Regions from separate parts of the Sus scrofa genome. Here region 2 is linked to region 1. The links are chromatin contacts, called in public Hi-C maps. All regions are on one chromosome and are shown on one strand. The core of a region is the stretch at or near the end of the contact, and the rest is flanking DNA. Distances in the headings are between cores, read along the strand shown.

Region 1 (3,801 bases), core at 983-3,482:
GCTAAAAGATCACATAATTTACATTTTGAAAAAGAACAACAAGCTCAAAGTGGAGTCACTTATGTTAAGGCCCATGTCACCAAACCAAGGCTTAATTACAGTTTGAGCTCTCCCAGTAATAGACTTTGAAACCAGTCAATCAGAAATGGCCTGATCAGCACTAGTGAGGTCATCTACCTGAGATACTCTGCCATCCCCTGAAGGACAGTGACCTTGCCACAGCCAGTCTGCTTTCTGCTAGTATAACTTCCTTGTTCCTGCTTCCTTCTGCCTTATAAAGTCTTTCATTGTATACAACTCATCAGGAATTCCTTTCTATCTGTTAGATTGCATACAGCCCGATTCATGAATCATTGATCTTTAAAATTTACTCAGCTGGGAATTCCTATTGTGGCTCAGCAGGTTAAGAACCTAACTAGTATCCATGAGGATGCAGGTTCAATCCCTGGCCTCACTCAGTGGGTTAAGGATCCAGCATTGCCACAATGCTGATAACGCTTAGATCTGGTATTGCTGTGGCTGTGGCGTAGGCCGGCAGCTGCAGCTTCAATTCAAATCCTAGCCCAGGAACTTCCACATGCCATGGGTGCAGCTCTGAAAAAAAAAAAAAAAAAAAAGGAAAAAGAAAAAAAAAATTTCTGTCAGCTGGATTTGGTTTAAAAACGTGTAGGTTAGAATACACACACACATGCACACACATCAGTTTCCCACTAGGTGGCCACAGCTACAGGAAAATGCCAGAGTCAGTGATGGCCGCACTTGCTCCTTCCCTGGGTCACCATGGACTCAATGATGGGCCCATTGGCTGTGTGTGACCTTGATATGAAAGTGCTCTTGTGGTGCAGCAGGTTAAGGATTAAGGAACCAGTGTTATCACTGCAGTGGTTTAGGCCACTCCTGTGGCCTGGGAATTTCCATATGCTGCAAGCACTGCTAAAATGACTAAATAAATAAAAGAGCAGCCCCCCTATATCAGTGGAAGAGGTCTGTAGCCACCATGGCCTCCTGCCCTGCATCATAGGCTCACCAACTTCAACTTCCCTTGCCAGGTGTTTCTCTCACTTCTCACTTTTTGTACATTTCTTCTCACCCCCTTTTCTTCTCTCCTCCCTTCTTCCTCCCAGGCCTTTGCTACGCTCACCCTCCATCATCCCCATCACTCAACACTGAAGTCCCAATCCCCCACCTCTGTGCACTCAGGTGACCCGAGAGCCTATGGGAAGCTGCCTCCCAAACCATTTGAACCTTTTTTTTTTTTTGGTCTTTTGTCTTTTTAGGGCCACTTATGGAGCTTCCCAGGCTAGGGGTGGAATTGGAGCTGTAGCTCCCAGCCTAAGCCACAGCCACAGCCTCAGCAACACGGGATCTGAGCCACATCTGTGACCTACACTACAGCTCACAGCAATGCTGGATCCTTAACCCACTGAGCAGGACCAGGGATCCAACCCACATTCTCATGAATGCTAGTCAGGTTTGTTAACCACTGAGCCACGACGGGGAACTCCTGAATCCTTTTTGTAAAAAGCAGCTTGCTCCTTTATTTGTTTAGAAGAGTGTCCCCCTCCCCCAACCCTTACCACCCTGCAAACTGGGCACATGCAATCTGGGAACAATAGCTGGCCACGGGACCCTCTGCAGCTGGGCCTGGGGAGTCAGTTTTGAGGCAGAAGCTCGAGGTCCAAGGGGGCTGGGGTACAGAATCAGGCACTGCGGTGAAGGGGAGTGGCACAGCTAGCACAGCAGAGACTCCCAGGGCCGCCTTGCTCCTGGGGACACTGAGGGGGCGGCCCATGTCCCGCTGGCCCAGGACCAGAGCTTGGGACCTCAGGAGTATCTGCAGACGGCTAGGAGCCCGCCAGGTGCTGGTGGAAGTACAGGCCAAAGAGGCTGGAGAGCAGTTGGCAGGCGGCGATCCACCAGATGAGGAAGGCGAGGACGCCACGGAGGAAGAGGGGCGTGAGCAGGCTGCCCAGGGCCCCAGCGATCAGGGCAGCAGTTTGCTGGACCTCGTCCTCCTCCGGGCCAACCGGGCCATCGCGGGCTGAGGATGGGGTAGGAGACAGCGAGGGGACCGGGCCCAGACCCCAGGAGTAGCCACCTGCGAGAGGAGGAGGATGGAGGGAGTAATGCGTGGAGGTTCAGGCCACAGAGACTCCCACCTGTACTGATCCTCACCCGCCAGCCCCAGGCCCCGCCCCTGCCCCTTCGGGCCCCACCCACGCCCTTCGAGCCCCACCCAAGGCTCCGCCCCCGCCCAGGCAGGTTCTTCTCACCCAGCGTCTTGAGCAGCAGCGTGCAGTTGAGGGTGAGGATGAGCGGCGTCAGGTACTGCAGACTCACAACCGTCACGTAGCAGTACACCCGCACCACCTGGTGGGCAGGTAGCAGTGGCTGCAGCCAGGGACCTCCGGAGTCCGGGTGACCCCACCCCCGAGGGACCGGGAGCCCTGCCCAGAGCCCAGGATTCCCTCCTCCCTGTCCGGGGTGCCGCCGATACCCGCCGCTGGATCTCGCGGGCCTCGATGCGGCCAGCCTCCCGCCGCAGCTGCTCCACGCGCGACTTGGCCAGGCACAGGTAGGCCTGCAGGTGGGGACGGGTCACTGCTAGCCGCAGCAAGCACAGTGCCACCAGCACCCAGAGGCGCAGCGAGTCAAAAGCCGAGTCCGACAGCCTGTGCCGAGAGGAGCCAGGGGGCTAGTGAGGTTGCTCTCCCCCTCAGGATCCTCCCCCAGGACGCACGGCTCCTCCCTTAGCCTCAGAGACTGGAGTACCCCGGGGGGGACCCCAACTGCCCTGCCTCCCAGCGCCACCCCGTACGCACAGAGAGACCGTAGTGCTCCCAAAGGGCGCCTGGTGCAGGAAGTCCCGCGCAATGGGCTTGGTCCAGAACCACAGGACGAACAGGGGGGACAGGAAGCTGGTGTGCAGGAGGAGCCTGGGGGCAAGGGTGCAGAGAGCGTGGGCATGGGTACCCACCATCCCCCCAGCCCCTCCCCCTAGGCTCCCTAACCCCTCACCCACCCGATGCCCCACGTAACTGCAGCATGGGCCGGTCTTCTGACATGGTGAGCGCATCATGGTGGGTCTGGGCCAGACGCAGGCCTGGGAAGGTGAGGAAGGCGCCCAGCATGGAGCCTACCGCCGCCAGCCCCACCCGGATGACCAGCTTGACCAGCGGGAGACTGGAGAAAAGAGAAAGGTCAGGGGGTCCCTTTGGCAGGTCAGCATCATGCCTGCAAGTAGCAGCCTGCCTTGTCCCCCCTCCTTTCTCAGGACTCACGCCCAGTCCCAGTCTTGTGTCTTCAGTAGTGGCTCCAAGTTCTGGGTCATACTGTCCAGGCCTGGGAAAAACAAAGAAAGGATGGTGTCCGGTAGACCCCTGGGGCCTCAGAGCCCACTCTGTCCACACCCCGCCCAAGACAGCCTTTTGCTCCCCAGGTAGGAATGTACTAGCTTCAGCCAGGCCCTGTGACAAGCATGAGGACAATTTTGTTGTCCAATTATGTGCAGCTCAGAATGTGCTAGGCAGACACCATTGACTGGACTGGGGGACATGGGGGTGGAGGGCACTGAGTCTGAGCTTCCTGGAAGCTGGAGGATTCCAGGAGAAAACTAAAGTCCTAGAAACAATTCTCAGTTCAGGCCCCCACATTTTCCATGGAGTAAAAGCAAATAAATTTGAGCTCACAGCCAAAATCACCAAACACACAAGGAGACAAATCACCATAAAGGCGAGTCAACAGAAAGAAAAAAAAAAAGTGTAGATCCCAAGGATTTCAGAAATCAGCATTATCAAATTC
Region 2 (3,575 bases), core at 808-3,307, 85 kb before region 1:
TCCTGCAATACAGCATCAAAAGTCTCCTGTGCAATTCTCCTTGTTGCCATGTTTCTCTGACCTGCAGTAAGAAGGGGAAAAAAGACACTAGGAGTGACAACTAATGCTCACAGAGCCTGCTCTATTTTACCTAATCCTCAAAGTAAAAGGCAATAATCCATAATCTGACATGGTATTTCAAAGGGAGGCTGGATTATTTTAAGAAGAGCTCTGCCCTCATGAACCTCAGAGGTGTGTGTTAGCTGAGAAGGAGCAAGACAAGCATGTTGATCTCGGACAATTTATTTTGCTTCTCTAAGCTCATTTCCTCAGAATCCCTTAAAAGCAGCTCTATAAAAGCAGTCCTGTCTCCTGGGGTTACTGAAGGACTGCACGAAGCAATACATAAAACTGAACACAACAGTGTAGGGGAGCAGGGACAAACCTAACCTTGCAAATGGTGGTTAGGGAAGATGTGATATTTCCCATTTCTGTTTTCCCATTTCACAGACAGAGCAAAGAAACTCTGAGAGCAGACTTCCCCTCTGACAGAGAATTCTCAGTGAGTGAGTGGAGAAGTCCCTGACCAGTGACAATGACCTACTGACAGAGCTTACTCTGTGCCAGGTCCTGCTGCAGGGGAGGGAATCCCACAAGCCCATTTACTTCTCACACCAACCCAGGAAAGAAGTGGGTCCTATTATGAATAAAATTATACAAAAATGCAAAAGGGAAATTCAGACTCAGTGACCCATGCAAGGTCAGGTAGCCCAGACTGGAACCTGGCACACAGGGCCCTGGTGGTGGGGACAAAGCCCTAAAGGCTGAGTAGAAAAAGACTGAAAAACAAAACAGGGGAATCCAGTAGCAATGTCCTTTACCACCAAGATATCCCTTCCATCTTGAAATCTCCAACCTCAAAACCCAAACTTGTTTCTGCCTTATACTCATTTCTTATAATCATCACCTCCTTTTCCCATCCTTCAGCCCTTTTTCTGAGGCACCCCTTGCTCTGTGCTATCGAAGGGGAGGGTCTCCCGGCCAGGTGGCCCGGGATCAATTCAAGTGACCTAACCTTTCTGAGCCTCCACTTCCCCACCTATAGAATGGGCAGCTCATGATGAGGAGTTGCTGTGGGGATGGAATCGGTTAAAAAAAAAAAAAAAAGCAAACAGCCGAATTCAGCGACCCGCCGCCGTTACTGTCCCACTAGAGGGGCTGTTCCAGGCTCAGGCTGAATGAATGAACGAACGAATAAACCCCTTCGGGAGCGGCCCGCCTCCTCTCAGCCTCCGAAGATGAAGAAAAGGGGGCGTCAGGCCCGGGAGGCCGCAGACCGCCCCCCAGGCTGACGCGGCCGCCGCGCAGCCCAAGGGCCGAGCCCGCTGCGCCATCGCGGGGACCCAGGGTTCCCGGTGTTGCGCCCAAGCCCCACCACCCCGGGGTCCACCCGCAGACGACGCCCGGGCCCGGGCCTCACCCCGAGCCCACCGCGCGCGGAGCCGCCCCCGCCACCGCCTCAGGCTCCTCACCCGCCGCCGCCACCGCGCGAGGCGGGGACATGCAAATGAGCCAACGGTCTCCGCAGCGCCGCGCCGCGCAGGCGCAGGCCGCCACCGAGCCGGGATGCACGGACGCAGGCAGCGGTCGCCAAACCCTTCTGCGCAGGCGCACTGCCTGGTCTTCGGGGCGGATACTCCCGAGGCAAAAAAATTTGTCTGCCGGCGGCGGCGGTAACGGGAAGCAGGCCGGAAAAGGTGGCAGAGACGCCGCTGCCTCACACCTGTTGGCTCTCTTGGCCTTACCTGTACCCGCGATCACCCTTGGTCACCCAGGGAGCGGTTCTCCAGGCTGAGAGGGGCCGAGGCGAGGCGGCGCCAGCGCGCCTGCGCGCGTACGGCGGCCGAAAGGGACCAGCGGCGCTGCAGCTGGTGACAGCCGCGAACCCCACCCTTTTCCCACGTGGCCGGGAAGACCGGGTGAGAAGTGGCGACTGCCGAGCCCCCTCGCGCGCAAGGCAGGGAGTGGACGCCGTGGGGTCGGACTAGTGACCGTGGCGCGGCCTTCAAGGACTTGGTTTTGGGTAATGAAAGACTGTTACGGAAGCCGCCAGGAGACAAAATTACCCACTTCCTTGCTTTTCGCTTTCTTTTCATTTATTCATTCTTTCAGCACCTGTATATGTACTGAGTGACTGTTGCATGTCCGTCCCCATGCTAGGCTGGTGGGGGTGGGGGGATGGAGGAAGGTGTTTAACAAAAGGAGCTCCAGCTCTCATGCAGTTAAATTTCATTGGGGGAGGAGGCTAGACAGCAAAAGCAAATAAATAAATGAACTATTTCGCTCCATGTTGAGATAATGTTAAAATTATAAAAGAGTGATGTGATGGGAGAGCGGGGGATGCTTTGACCAGAGTGATTATGAAGGCTGTCCCTTGGATAGCTGGGAAGAATGAGAAAGAAGCAGGGAAGCACAGGTGAGAAGGTCCCGGTAGGAAAAGTGCTGGTAAGGAGACTGGCTTTGGTTTTGGTTTTGGTTTTGGCTGCACCCATGGCATGCGGGACTTCCTGGGCCGGGGATAGAACTCCCGCTGCCACAGCAGTGCCCCAAGCCATAGCAATGACAACATGGGATCCTTAACTGCTAGGCCACCAGGGAACTCATGGGTCTTGTTCTCAAAGGTTGGAAAGCCACTGCAGAATTTTGAATAGGTGAGTGAGGTGGTCCCTGAGCTTTCAAGTCTCTCTCTGGCTGCCTTGTGGAGAGTAGAGGCTCTGGGTATGGCAGGGAGAAAGCAGGTGAGGCCACCTGAACCAGGGTGGGTGTGGCAGGTGAAGGGAGAGGAATCATGCAGAGTCCTTGGCTCATCAGGACAGTTTTTTTGATAAGCAGAACTGTGGCTTTAAAAGGGAAGCTGGCTGTCAGTTGGGAGCCTTGATGACTCCCTTCCCCCTAACATGCCTTGGATGCAGTACCAGAGCTGGTAATGCTTTGTCTCTCCTCTTCTGGCTGAGGCTATTCCCCAGGTGGCTCCCAGGTGACCATTCCCAGGCACCATCTTTCTCATAAGCTCCAGATCTATACTTTCTTTCCTTTCTGTCTGTCTGTCTGTCTGTCTGTCTGTCTTTCTGTCTTTCTGTCTTTCTTTCTTTTTTTTTTTTTTTTTTTTGTCTTTTCTAGGGCCGCTCCTGTGGCATATGGAGGTTCCCAGGCTAGGGGTCTAATTGGAGCTGTAGCCACTGGCCTATGCCAGAGCCACAGAAACGTGGAATCTGAGCCACATCTTCGACCTACACCACAGCTCACGGCAACACCGGATCCTTAACCCACTGAACGAGGCCAGGGATCAAACCCGCAACCTCATGGTTCCTAGTTGGATTCGTTAGCCACTGAGCCACAATGGGAACTCCAAGATCTGAACTTTCAGTCTGGCTCCCAGCGCTGGGCTGGATCTAGGGGACCCTGAAGGTCTGGCCTAAGGGCTGGTCCCAGAGCCAAACACTGACCCCTGCAGCTCAGGGCTCTTAAGTCTGGACAGAGGGAAGTTCTTGGGGCAGAAGGAGCCAAAAGTACACCGGCTTTGTCTGAGTGGTCAG

What was found. Hi-C and Micro-C count contacts between places; a contact is called where the count stands out from the background.
Region 2: a Hi-C map of fetal liver shows a contact between it and region 1, with 1.7 times the contacts expected there. The contact joins the promoter of SUGP2 here to the enhancer-like site in region 1. A contact is called at or near these places in 2 of 5 promoter capture datasets (fetal liver and liver), 10 of 47 Hi-C or Micro-C datasets (embryonic fibroblasts, fetal heart ventricle, fetal liver and 6 more) and 2 of 2 datasets of contacts at active chromatin or transcription factors (alveolar macrophages and skeletal muscle).

The regions. Positions count from the first base shown.
Region 1 is chr2:58,741,097-58,744,897 of Sscrofa11.1, reverse strand. It overlaps TMEM161A (transmembrane protein 161A), which reads right to left. Exons shown (of 12, transcript XM_021083443.1): 7 at 3,282-3,342; 8 at 3,040-3,183; 9 at 2,823-2,936; 10 at 2,498-2,672; 11 at 2,274-2,370; 12 at 1-2,098. The coding sequence ends at 1,845. Among named protein-coding and RNA genes, the nearest start is that of TMEM161A, 14 kb to the right of the region's middle. Within about 2 kb of position 2,232, at least 13 of the 83 cell types and tissues checked have an H3K27ac peak or open chromatin away from gene starts, as enhancers often do. A contact at or near this core is called in fetal liver, where this site is marked.
Region 2 is chr2:58,826,491-58,830,065 of Sscrofa11.1, reverse strand. SUGP2 (SURP and G-patch domain-containing protein 2) reads right to left here and starts at 2,057. Exons shown (of 11, transcript XM_021083458.1): 1 at 1,785-2,057; 2 at 1-61. The coding sequence starts at 50. It overlaps ARMC6 (armadillo repeat containing 6), which reads left to right and starts at 1,657. Exons shown (of 8, transcript NM_001243929.1): 1 at 1,657-1,958.